2 separate regions of the Sus scrofa genome follow, and region 1 is linked to region 2. A link is a contact called in public HiChIP or PLAC-seq data. All regions are on one chromosome and are shown on one strand. The core of a region is the stretch at or near the end of the contact, and the rest is flanking DNA. Distances in the headings are between cores, read along the strand shown.

What was found. HiChIP or PLAC-seq counts read pairs in DNA pulled down with a chosen protein or histone mark.
Region 1: an H3K27ac HiChIP or PLAC-seq map of alveolar macrophages shows a contact between it and region 2. The contact joins two enhancer-like sites. A contact is called at or near these places in 4 of 47 Hi-C or Micro-C datasets (embryonic fibroblasts, mesenteric adipose tissue, retroperitoneal adipose tissue and 1 more) and 1 of 2 datasets of contacts at active chromatin or transcription factors (alveolar macrophages).

What each region holds. Positions count from the first base shown.
Region 1 is chrX:88,354,234-88,359,389 of Sscrofa11.1, reverse strand. All of the region lies in intron 3 of MID2 (probable E3 ubiquitin-protein ligase MID2), which reads right to left. Among named protein-coding and RNA genes, the nearest start is that of NLRP12L, 47 kb to the left of the region's middle. Within about 2 kb of position 3,454, at least 1 of the 83 cell types and tissues checked has an H3K27ac peak or open chromatin away from gene starts, as enhancers often do. A contact at or near this core is called in alveolar macrophages, where this site is marked.
Region 2 is chrX:88,254,605-88,259,799 of Sscrofa11.1, reverse strand. It overlaps the pseudogene LOC102161152. Among named protein-coding and RNA genes, the nearest start is that of TSC22D3, 24 kb to the right of the region's middle. Within about 2 kb of position 1,524, at least 1 of the 83 cell types and tissues checked has an H3K27ac peak or open chromatin away from gene starts, as enhancers often do. A contact at or near this core is called in alveolar macrophages, where this site is marked.

The DNA.
Region 1 (5,156 bases), core at 2,205-4,704, 98 kb before region 2:
GGGGAAGGTCTCATGTAGCTTAGCTGGTGTTGAAGGACAAACAAGACTTGGGCAGGCAGCAATGAGGCTTAAGGGGAGGGGTTCCTGTCGTGGCTCAGTGGTTAACGAATCCGACTAGGAACCATGAGGTTGCGGGTTCGATCCCTGGCCTTGCTCAGTGGGTTAACGATCCGGCGTTGCCGTGAGCTGTGGGGTAGGTCGCAGACGCGGCTCAGATCCCGCGTTGCTGTGGCTCTGGCGTAGGCTGGCAGCTACAGCTCCGATTGGACCCCTAGCCTGGGAACCTCCATATGCCGCGGAAGCAGCCCAAGAAATGGCAAAAAGACAATAAAAAGGGTGGGGGGAGAGAATTCCAGGCAGAATAACATGAGCCAAACCACAGCAGGAAAGCAGAGAAGGGGCAAAGCAGATGAGCCTGACGGATGCAAGGGAGGGAAATACGGCTAGAAATGGAGACAGTGGCTAGATGAAGGAGAGCTTTGCTGTCATTTGGAGTCTGAACGTAACAGGATAAAATGTCAGGATCTTAAGACCATAGTACCCCCTTAATCATCACTAAGTAACATCTTAGTTGAGACCGAGGTGGAGAGAAGAACTCAAAGACGCAGAAGGGCACAGCAAATTTCTCACTTTCCATTCTCGCCCAGGACCACTCAGGTGACCAACATGCTACATTCTCAGACTCCCAAACGTCAGAGAAAAGAGGCTGAGGGCTTTGTTCAATGAGCAGCCACTTTCTGTGCAAAGGACAGGATGAGGAAAAGTGAGAGGTAAATTGGACATCTGACAGATTATCCAAGAGTCGTTACAAACAACTGTGTCACCTTGCTGAGCTGCAAACGCATTCATTACCCCCTTTTAACAACACACCAGAGAAAATGCAGTGTTCTTTCTGTGACTATGAGTTTGGTTTTTTCAGATTCTTTGATGATGTTTAACAAGATTGTATTGTACACTCGAAAGTTTCTAAGAGAGTGGATCTTTTTGCCGGCCACAGCCACAGCAACGCGGGATCCGAGCCACGTCTGCGACCTATACCACGGCTCATGGCAACGCCAGATCCTTAACCCGCTGAGGGAGGCCAGGGATAGACCCCGCATCCCCATGGATCCTAGTTGGGTTCATTAACTGCTGAGCCGCGAAGGGAACTCAGAGTGGATCTTAAATGTTCTCACCACACATGCGTAACTATGTGAGGTGATGGTTGTGTTAACTAAGCTTATCGTGGTCATCTTATGACACGACCATCTTATATGTGTTCATCTTATATGCTTATATATTAGCATATCAAATCATCACATTGCACACCTTAAACTTACACAATGTTATATGTCAATTATATCTCAACAAAGCTGGGAAAAAAAAGCAAGAAAACATGATGTTTCTGATGCCGATGCTGCATGTACTGTGAGAGCATCTAAGCCAAGATGTTAATCTGGATCACACTTTAAGGGACAGCAGCACATACATACTACCTCCACAGTCCTTTGTATCAAGAAAGTTCAAATCGGGAAGTTCCCGTTGTGACACAGCACACATGAATCCGACTAGGAACCATGAGGTTGCAGGTTCGATCCCTGGCCTCGCTCAGTGGGTTTAAGGATCCTGCGTTGCTGTGAGCTGTGGTGGAGGTCGCAGAGGCAGCTTGGATCTGGCGTGGCTGTGGCTGTGGTGTAGACCAGCAGCTGTAGCTCCGATTCGACCCCTAGCCTGGGAACCTCCATATGCTGCAGGTGCAGCCCTAAAAATAAGAAAAAAAAAAGGTTCAAATGTGTATAAAAGGAAGAGGAAGATGAGACATCTTCTTTGTTTTCTAAAGCAAAATTCTACAACATTTCAAAGATGATTCTGCTGGCTTTACATAAAAAGAATTAAATGAAGCGGGGCTGTTTTTTTTAATGGATTTTATCTGTTTCATTTGATTTGGAGGGAGGGTGCTCACTTAACAGACTGGGGAATATGTAAAGCTATTAATAAGATTCTGTACTGGAGGAACTGGAGCTTAGGAGACAAAAAAAAAATAAATTGCTGAGGCAGAGTTAAGCAACCGACTGCCTCAGTGCCTACATTTAATTTTTTGGCAGAGGAGTGGATGAGGGGTTGCGGGGCAGAGGTAGGTGGGGAATGGGAGCATCAAAGCCATAAATATGGTGTGGGAGTTCCCTTCGTGGCTCGGTGGTTAAGGAACCCGACTAGGATCCACGAGGTTGCGGGTTCGATCCCTGGCCTCCCTCAGTGGGTTAAGGATCCGGCGTTGGGTCACTGCTATGTTATGGGCTCGATCCCTGAGGATGCATGCCATAGGTGTGGCCCCCAAAATGCATATAATGTAACATGTAGAACATATATAATGCACACACACGTATATCGACATGCACACACACATTTTCCATGTTTACTTACCGAGTTTAATGAACAAAAATTTTGGCAACACAGAGAGAGGATAATTGGCTCTATATACATGTCTTAGGAATGGCCTAGTGCCGGGTGGCAATTCTGTGTTAGTTTTAGAATCCCTCAGGGATCAGACCTCCAAGCCTTGGTAGCCTTAGGGCTAGTTATTTTCTCCCCCCATATTCTCCTTCTACACAAGGTAGCTATTTAGAACAGGCAAGAAGTGGGAGAGGTATTATACACACGCGCGCACACACACACACACGCACATGCACACACATATATATATCCTACATGAAATGAAGCAGAAACCTCCTTTCTATATCTTCAGAACCGTAAAATTGTTAAATCTTAAAAGGACTGAAGTAAGCATCCATTTCTAGCCTCTTATTTTATAGATAGAAACGTGAGGCCTAGAGAGAAGGGCTTACTCAACATCATAGTACGATCAATGACAGGGCACGGCTGGAGCCAGAGCTTTCGCTCCCCATCCAGTGTTCTTTCCACTCCACTACTTGTTTTGTGAAGCATAGTACTTGCTTATAACCCCCTCTGAAGCTATAAAACTCTCTGGATCTCACCCTTGTGAATTTAGCCTATAAATATGAACATTTATATCTACACACACACACACGCACACACAAACTTGCAGGGATGTTCGTAACAGCTTTATGGGTCTTAGCCAAAAACTGGAAACAACTGAAATGCTCTTCAGTGGGGGCACAGATAAACGAATTGTGGATCATCAACGATAAAAAAAAAATGTAAACCATTGATGCACACAACCTGAATGTATCTCAGAGGCATGATGATGAGTGACATAAACAAATCATAATATGTTGCATACTGCATGATTCCATTTATGTAACATTCCACAAATTACAAAATTATCGTGATGAAGAACAGATCCGTGGCTGCCAGGGGGGCAGATGTGACTGCAAAGAAGTAGCACAAATGAGGTTTTAGGGGTAATGAGATTGTACTGTTCTCATTATGGTGGTAGTTACACGAATCTATACATGTGATGACATTTATGGAACTACACACATTCCCCCCCGCCCCTCCAAAAGGCTGAGTACATGTTAAAAACTGATGAAATCTGCATGTGGTCTGTAGCTTGCTTAGTAGAATATTGTACCAATGATAACTTCCTAATTGCGAGAGTTATGTGGTTATGTAAGATGTTAACACTGGGGAAGAATATATGGATGGTGTGTTGGAACTCTATTATTTTAGAACCTTCTATATGAGCTTAAACTTATTTCAAGAATTAAAAGAAAAAGAAAAACTTTAGAAGTCCCATAATGGTTTAGACAGATCGGGTGAACCAACATTTATAAATTTTTCTGAAGTTATAACTAGATATTTTTAGGCCTTTGCTCAAATGGCGTCTCATCTCATACCCACTTGGCATCCTAGTTGATTTTTATCCATAACATGTATAACTCCTAATAAAAATATATTTATTGTGTGTCTCCCCCAGCTAGCACATAAGCTTCGTAATCTTAAGGACTTTGTTTTATTCACTACTGTATTCCCAACACCTAGAATAATGCCTGGCACACTGTGGGTAGTCAACAAATATTTGTGGAATTAATGAACGAATGTGAGTATGTTGGCCCTGAAATAAAGAGAGAATGAAAAATTGTATACTAGGTCACATGTCTTCATTACAAGAGGCAAATTTCCCTTACATTTTCTTTTTATACAATTACTCAAAATGGTAATTTGGCTCTGCCATTTACATATGGTTTGCCACATTATGGAAGATTTTCAAAGATGCTGAAACAACCACCTAGGTGCTAGGAGATCACATATTCTGAAATGGTTCCTCACCCAATGTTAAAAGAAGGAAAGAGTTACCTCTCTTGTGAAACTGGCTGTGCTTTACTCATCCCTGGGGTGCATAAAGGATTGTACTGACAACAGCTAGCCACCAGAGGGCAGTGTTTATTTAATTATCCTTTCTCAGCACCTATTGTGTCCCAAGCCATGTGCTGGGTATAAAAAAAGTGGATAGGCCACAGTACCCACTAAGTTTAAGGTCTGGTGGGGAGACAAATAGGTATATAGAAGTGCTATGATGAATGTACATATACGGGAGTTCCCGTCATGGCTCAGCAGTAACGAACCCCACTGGTATCCATGAGGACGCGGGTTTGATCCCTGGCCTCGCTCAGTAGGTAAAGGATCTGGCATTGCCGTGAGCTGTGGTGTAGGTTGCAGAAGCGGCTGGGATCTGGCGTTGCGGTGGCTCTGGCGTAGGCTTGCAGCTGTAGCTCTGATTCGACCCCTAGCCTGGGAACCTCCATATGCCATGGGTGTGGCCCTAAAAAGACCAAAGAATATAGATAGATAGATAGATAGATAGATAGGGTTCTCCAGGTACACAGGGGAAGAACTCCTGAACCAGATTAGGGAGAAGGAGAGGGATACAGAGCATGTGTGATGGCTTCCTGGAGGAGGAGATGCCCAAGCTGAGCCTTAGGAGATAAGCATTCGCCAGCCAGGAGCAAAGGGGAGGGGTGCAAGTTCTCTGAGGACAGGTGCCATGTTCACACTGTGCTTCCAATGCTTGGCCCAAGGCAGAGATATGCTTTAATACTTGCAGAGTGAATGAACCAGGTATAAAGTGCAGGTAGTGAAAAGCGTATGCTCAAGGCAGACAGGGTCCAGATCATAATGGGTCTTAGAAACCTTTATCTTAATGGTGATGGGGAACCACTGAAGGGTTTGTGGTAGGGGCGTGGCATGTGGGCTTT
Region 2 (5,195 bases), core at 275-2,774:
AGGAACTCCCTCTTTCAGATTTTTAATATTTTAACTAAATGCGTTTGTATTCCTTTAGTGATTTTTAAAAATTTCTAATTATTTGACTTTATTTTATTTGACTAAAATCCAATCATTTCAGGTCCTGGGAACATGGTCATAAAATCCAGGTGAGGAGTTCCTGTCATGGCTCAGTGGTTAGCAAATCCAACTAGTATCCATGAGGACGTGGGTTCGATCCATGGCCTTGCTCAGTGGGTTAAGGATCCAGCGTTGCATGAGCTGTGGTATAGGTCACAGACGTGGCATGGATCCCGCATTGCTGTGGCTGTGGTGTAGGCCGGTGGCTACAGTTCTGATTCGACTCCTAGCCTGGGAACCTCCATATGCCCTGGGTGTGGCCCTAAAAGACAAAAGACAAAAAAAAAAAAAAAAAAAAAAACCAGCTGAAATCTTCTGAAAAGGAAGTTGTGTTTTGGTTGACTCACATCTCTCACACCCTAATTTATTCCTGAACAACACTTCACATTTGACCATCTGATGGTCAAACTAGTAATCTGAAAACCAGCCTCAAAATTAACACAAGAACAAGAGAATATTTTCATGCCATTTAATAATGTTTCTGAGAGACAAATACATCAAAAGGGTTTCCACCCAGCCAATAAAGTGATTTAAATTTGTTGTAAAATGGGCTATTTGCTGACGTGTTGTTTTTCTTTAATAGAATTTTTGAGGGGTTGGAGCTGTAAGGTTTTTCTCTAGTGGATTTTTCTCCTACCATGGGTCTAAGCCTGACTTCCAAAGCCTCCTCCACCAACATTGGCGTCTTCACGAAATTCATCTCTTACCTGGCCCCCACACCTGCCATGGGCATACTGTCTGCCCTCTTTAAAACCTATATCCCATTTTGTGTGGATAATACGGTCATCTAGGAGGGTCCCATTTAGGAATCTCATGGCATTTTCAGCATCGGCTCTGAGATGGTATTCTACAAAACAGAAACCACATGCTGTTTTCTTTATATTATCCAGGCCCATAAAGACATTCTTGACATCACCACACCTACTAAAGAGCTCAAATATTTGCTCTTCAGTTGTATAAATGGAAAGATTCTCCACATACAGTGTGGAGCTTTCCATCAGTAATTTTTCATGCTCTTCGTTGTCGCCACGAAACTGCTGGTCCTGGTACTCGCTCAGCTCCGGGCAGGAGTTGCTGCGCTGAATTGTCAGGTCATTGGACATAGTGCCCCGTGGGTGCCGTGAAGGCCGCAGTTCCGGATCCAGGTCAGAAGCAGTAACACCACCAACAACAACAAAAAAAACAATCAAAGCCTAAAGTGAATTTTAAAAAAGTAAAGTTATGAGGAGGGAAACAGAAATGCAAACCTAAGTGTATATCTAAGAGGATTGTGCACAGACACCTCAGCTCTTGATCATGAAGATCGCATCAAGGCAAACCCCAAATGGCAAGTTCCAAGCCCCAGGAACATGGTCACAACGTCCAATTGTGCAAGTCTTCCTGAAAGGAAAGTCAGGCTGCCTTTGGTTGACTCAGATCTTACACATCTCATCTGTTACCAAGGAACACATTTCCTAACAGTATCCTCTGGAAAAATACAGCATAAAACAGCCAAATGGATTGAATTTTCATGGATAACGAGCACTACTATGGTGTCTGATTGAGGGCTAGGCATCAGATAAATCACAGACATAATCAGGGTCAAAGCACAAATACAGTTGTCACTTACTCTCTCGTAATTTAAAATAATCCATTTTAATTCAACTCTATAATATGGAAAGTAATATATTGGATTGTTAGATCAGGCAAAGAGCCCCCTTATACCATCAAGTACTGAAGAATAAAAATGAGGAGTTCCGTTGCGGCTCAGCAGTAAGGAACCTGACTAGTGTCCATGGGAACGTGCATTCGATCCCTGGCGTCGCTCAGGGGGTTAAAGGATCCAGCGTTGCCATGAGCTGTGGTGTAGGTAGCAGACTGGGATCGGATCCCGCATGGCTGTGGCCGAGGCTGGTAGCTTCAGCTCTGATTTGACCCCTAGCCTGGGAACTTCCATATCCTGTGGGTGTGCGCCCCCACAAAAAAAAAAAAAAAAAAAAGAATAAAAATGAAAACTCCCTGGCATCATAAATCGGACCTAAATTAAGATGAGATGTTATTAGAAATAATTCCACTTTTCCTCTTAAACTTTAGAATGGCTTTTATTTAATTATTTGAATATTCCAAGTCTATTTTAAAAACCTTTTTTTTTTTAAAGCCCAAGTGTCTCACACCACACTTAAGTGTACCCAGGAAGGAAGAAATAAGAGAAAATGGTGACTCAGGAAAATCCCAAACCACTTGGGCCCAGATAATTTTAATGAATTATCTTTTCCCCCTTTACTAAATTTTCCCACTCCAGTCAAAGGCATTGAAAATGGGAGTTCCTGTCGTGGCTCAGTGGTTAACTTATCCGACTAGGAACCATGAGATTGCGGGTTCAATCCCTGGCCTCGCTCAGTGGGTTTAGGATCTGGCGTTTCTGTGGCTGTGGTGCAGCTGGCGGCTACAGCTCCTATTAGACCCCTAGCCTGGGAACCTCCATATGCCGCGTGTGTGGCCCTCGCAAAGACAAAAAGACAAAAAAAAAAAAAAAAAGGCATTGAAAATGATCAACTGGTTTTACCTACACTTTTCAAAAATATGCATTAGTTCTCTGGACCTCCCTCTATTTTTGCAATGGTTCCCAAATTTTAGTGTGAAAGAAATACCTTCAGAACTACATTGAAATGTAGATTCTTGGGGGGGGTATTTTTGATTTTTTAGTTAAAATATAGTTGATTTACAATGTTGTGCTGATTTCTGTTGTATAGCAAAATGGTTTATTTATACACACATATAAATTCTTTTTTATAATATTCTTTTCCATCATGATCTATCCATGGCTATAGTTCCCTGTGCAATATAGCAGGACCTCACTGTCTATCTATTCTAAATGCAAAAGTTTGCGCCTACTTACCCCCAAATTCTCAAGTTCATCCCTTTCCCTTCCCCCTCCTTCTTGGCAACCACAAGTCTGTTCATCTTGTCCATGGGTCTGTTTCTGTTTTGTAGGTAGGTTTATTTTTGCCATAGTTTATATTTTACATATAAGTGACATCATATGGTATATGTCTTTCTTTTTCTGATTTACTTCACTTAGTACAATAATCTCTAGTTACATCCATGTTGCTGCAAATGGCATTATTTTGTCCTTTTATATGGCTGAGTAGTATTCCATTTTATATATGTATCACATCTTCTTAATCCAGTCATCTGCTGGTGGACATTTAGGTTGTTTCCATATCTTGGCTATTATGAACAGTGCTGCAGTGAAACTTGGGTTCCTGTATCTCTATGAATCATTGTTTTGTATGGGTATATGCCCAGGAATGGGATTGCTAGATCTTTCTAGAAACACAGAGCCTACTGAAATTGAATCAAGAAAAAAAAATTTAATTTGAACAGACCGATCACTTTAAGTGAAATAAAATTTGTAACTAAAAAAAAAAAAAACTCCCTACAAACAAAAGTCCAGGACCAGATGGCTTCACAGACGAATTCTACCAAACATACAAAGAACTTATAGCAATTCTTTTCAAACTCTTCCAAAATACTGAAGAAGAGGGAATACTCCCAAAGACATGCTGTGAAGCCACCATCACCCTGAAACCAAGACCAGACAAAGATACTATGAAAAAAGAAAATTACAGGCCAATTATCTGTGATGAATATAGATGCAAAAACTCTCAGTGAAATGCAGATTCTTGAGGCCTACCCCTAAGAGATTCTGGCTCAGTAGATTGAGGCAAGATCTAGGAACCGACATTGAACATTTAAACTGCACCCTTCGGAGTTCCCGTCGTGGCTCAGTGGTTAACGAATCCGACTAGGAACCATGAGGTTGTGGGTTCCATTCCTGGCCTTGCTCAGTGGGTTGAGGAGCTGGTGTTGCCGTGAGCTGTGGTGTAGGTCGCAGACGTGGCTCGGATCCCATGTTGCTGTGGCTCTGGTGTAGGCCAGCAGCTGCAGCTCCTATTCGACCCTTAGCCTGGGAACCTCCACATGCCTCGGAAGGGGCCCAGGAAATGGCAAAAAGACAAAAATAAAAAATAAACTGCACTCTTCAGTGATCCTGATGCAAGTGGTCCAAGGACCACACTTGGAGACACTCTGCTGAGGAAATGCATACTCTTAACAAAAATTTAATGAGCACTCTTTATTTGCCAGGTACTATGCTAAGTGCTGTGAATGCAAAAATGAAAAAGACTGATACAAGTGCGATTTTCGGAAATTATTGTATCCCCAGCACCTAACATAAGCAATGACTCGCACCCATGGTAAACATATAATAAAAATCTGTTGAATGAAAGGACTCATGAGTTCAGAATTGAATGATGTAGCCACACAAATAAACGAGAAAAAATGATATGGTGTGTGCAATACTATTTTAGTGATACACATGCGGAAAGGGAGAAGGGAACTAACATTTATTGGGCATCTACTTTGTGATGGACATTGCATGCATTTTCCACTACATCATATAGGAGGAGAAAGAGTTACTCAGCTTGGAGGCTCCAGAGAAGGCGTCCAGGGCTGCATGCACTGATTCTCAAATGACAAGAATGTGTGTGTGTGTGTGTGTGTGTGTGTGTGTGTGTGTGTGTGTGTGTGTGTGAGTGAGGAGGATGTGGAAATTTGGAGAATGAGCCACAGACAGAGAAAACATGTGCAAGAGAAGAAGACAAAGGAAAATAAAAGTATAGAAAAATTGAAATGGAAGCCTAAATAAAACCAGGTGCAAACAGCTGTGCTATACCATTTAAAGCAATGAAAATGGGGAGCCCTGCATATTTAGATGTCATTTGAAGAACAGTAGGAAGCCCACTGCCCAAAAATCATCTTCCTGACAGCCTGTCAGTAATATTTGAAAGCCTGCTGCTGGAAAGTCATTACTATGAGTCATTGACAAATTGCCCTGTTAAAAAACAAATATCCCTCCCAGACTTCATTTCCTCTTTCTTTCTTTCTTTCTTTTTTTTTTTTTTTTTGATCTGGTTACTAGACTGGCAGATTGGAGAGCGTGATAGCTATACTGGATTTCATTTTATCCAGGCATTGGACAACATCTCCCATAATTTCCTTGTAGAGGAGATGGCAAAATATAGGCTGGATGC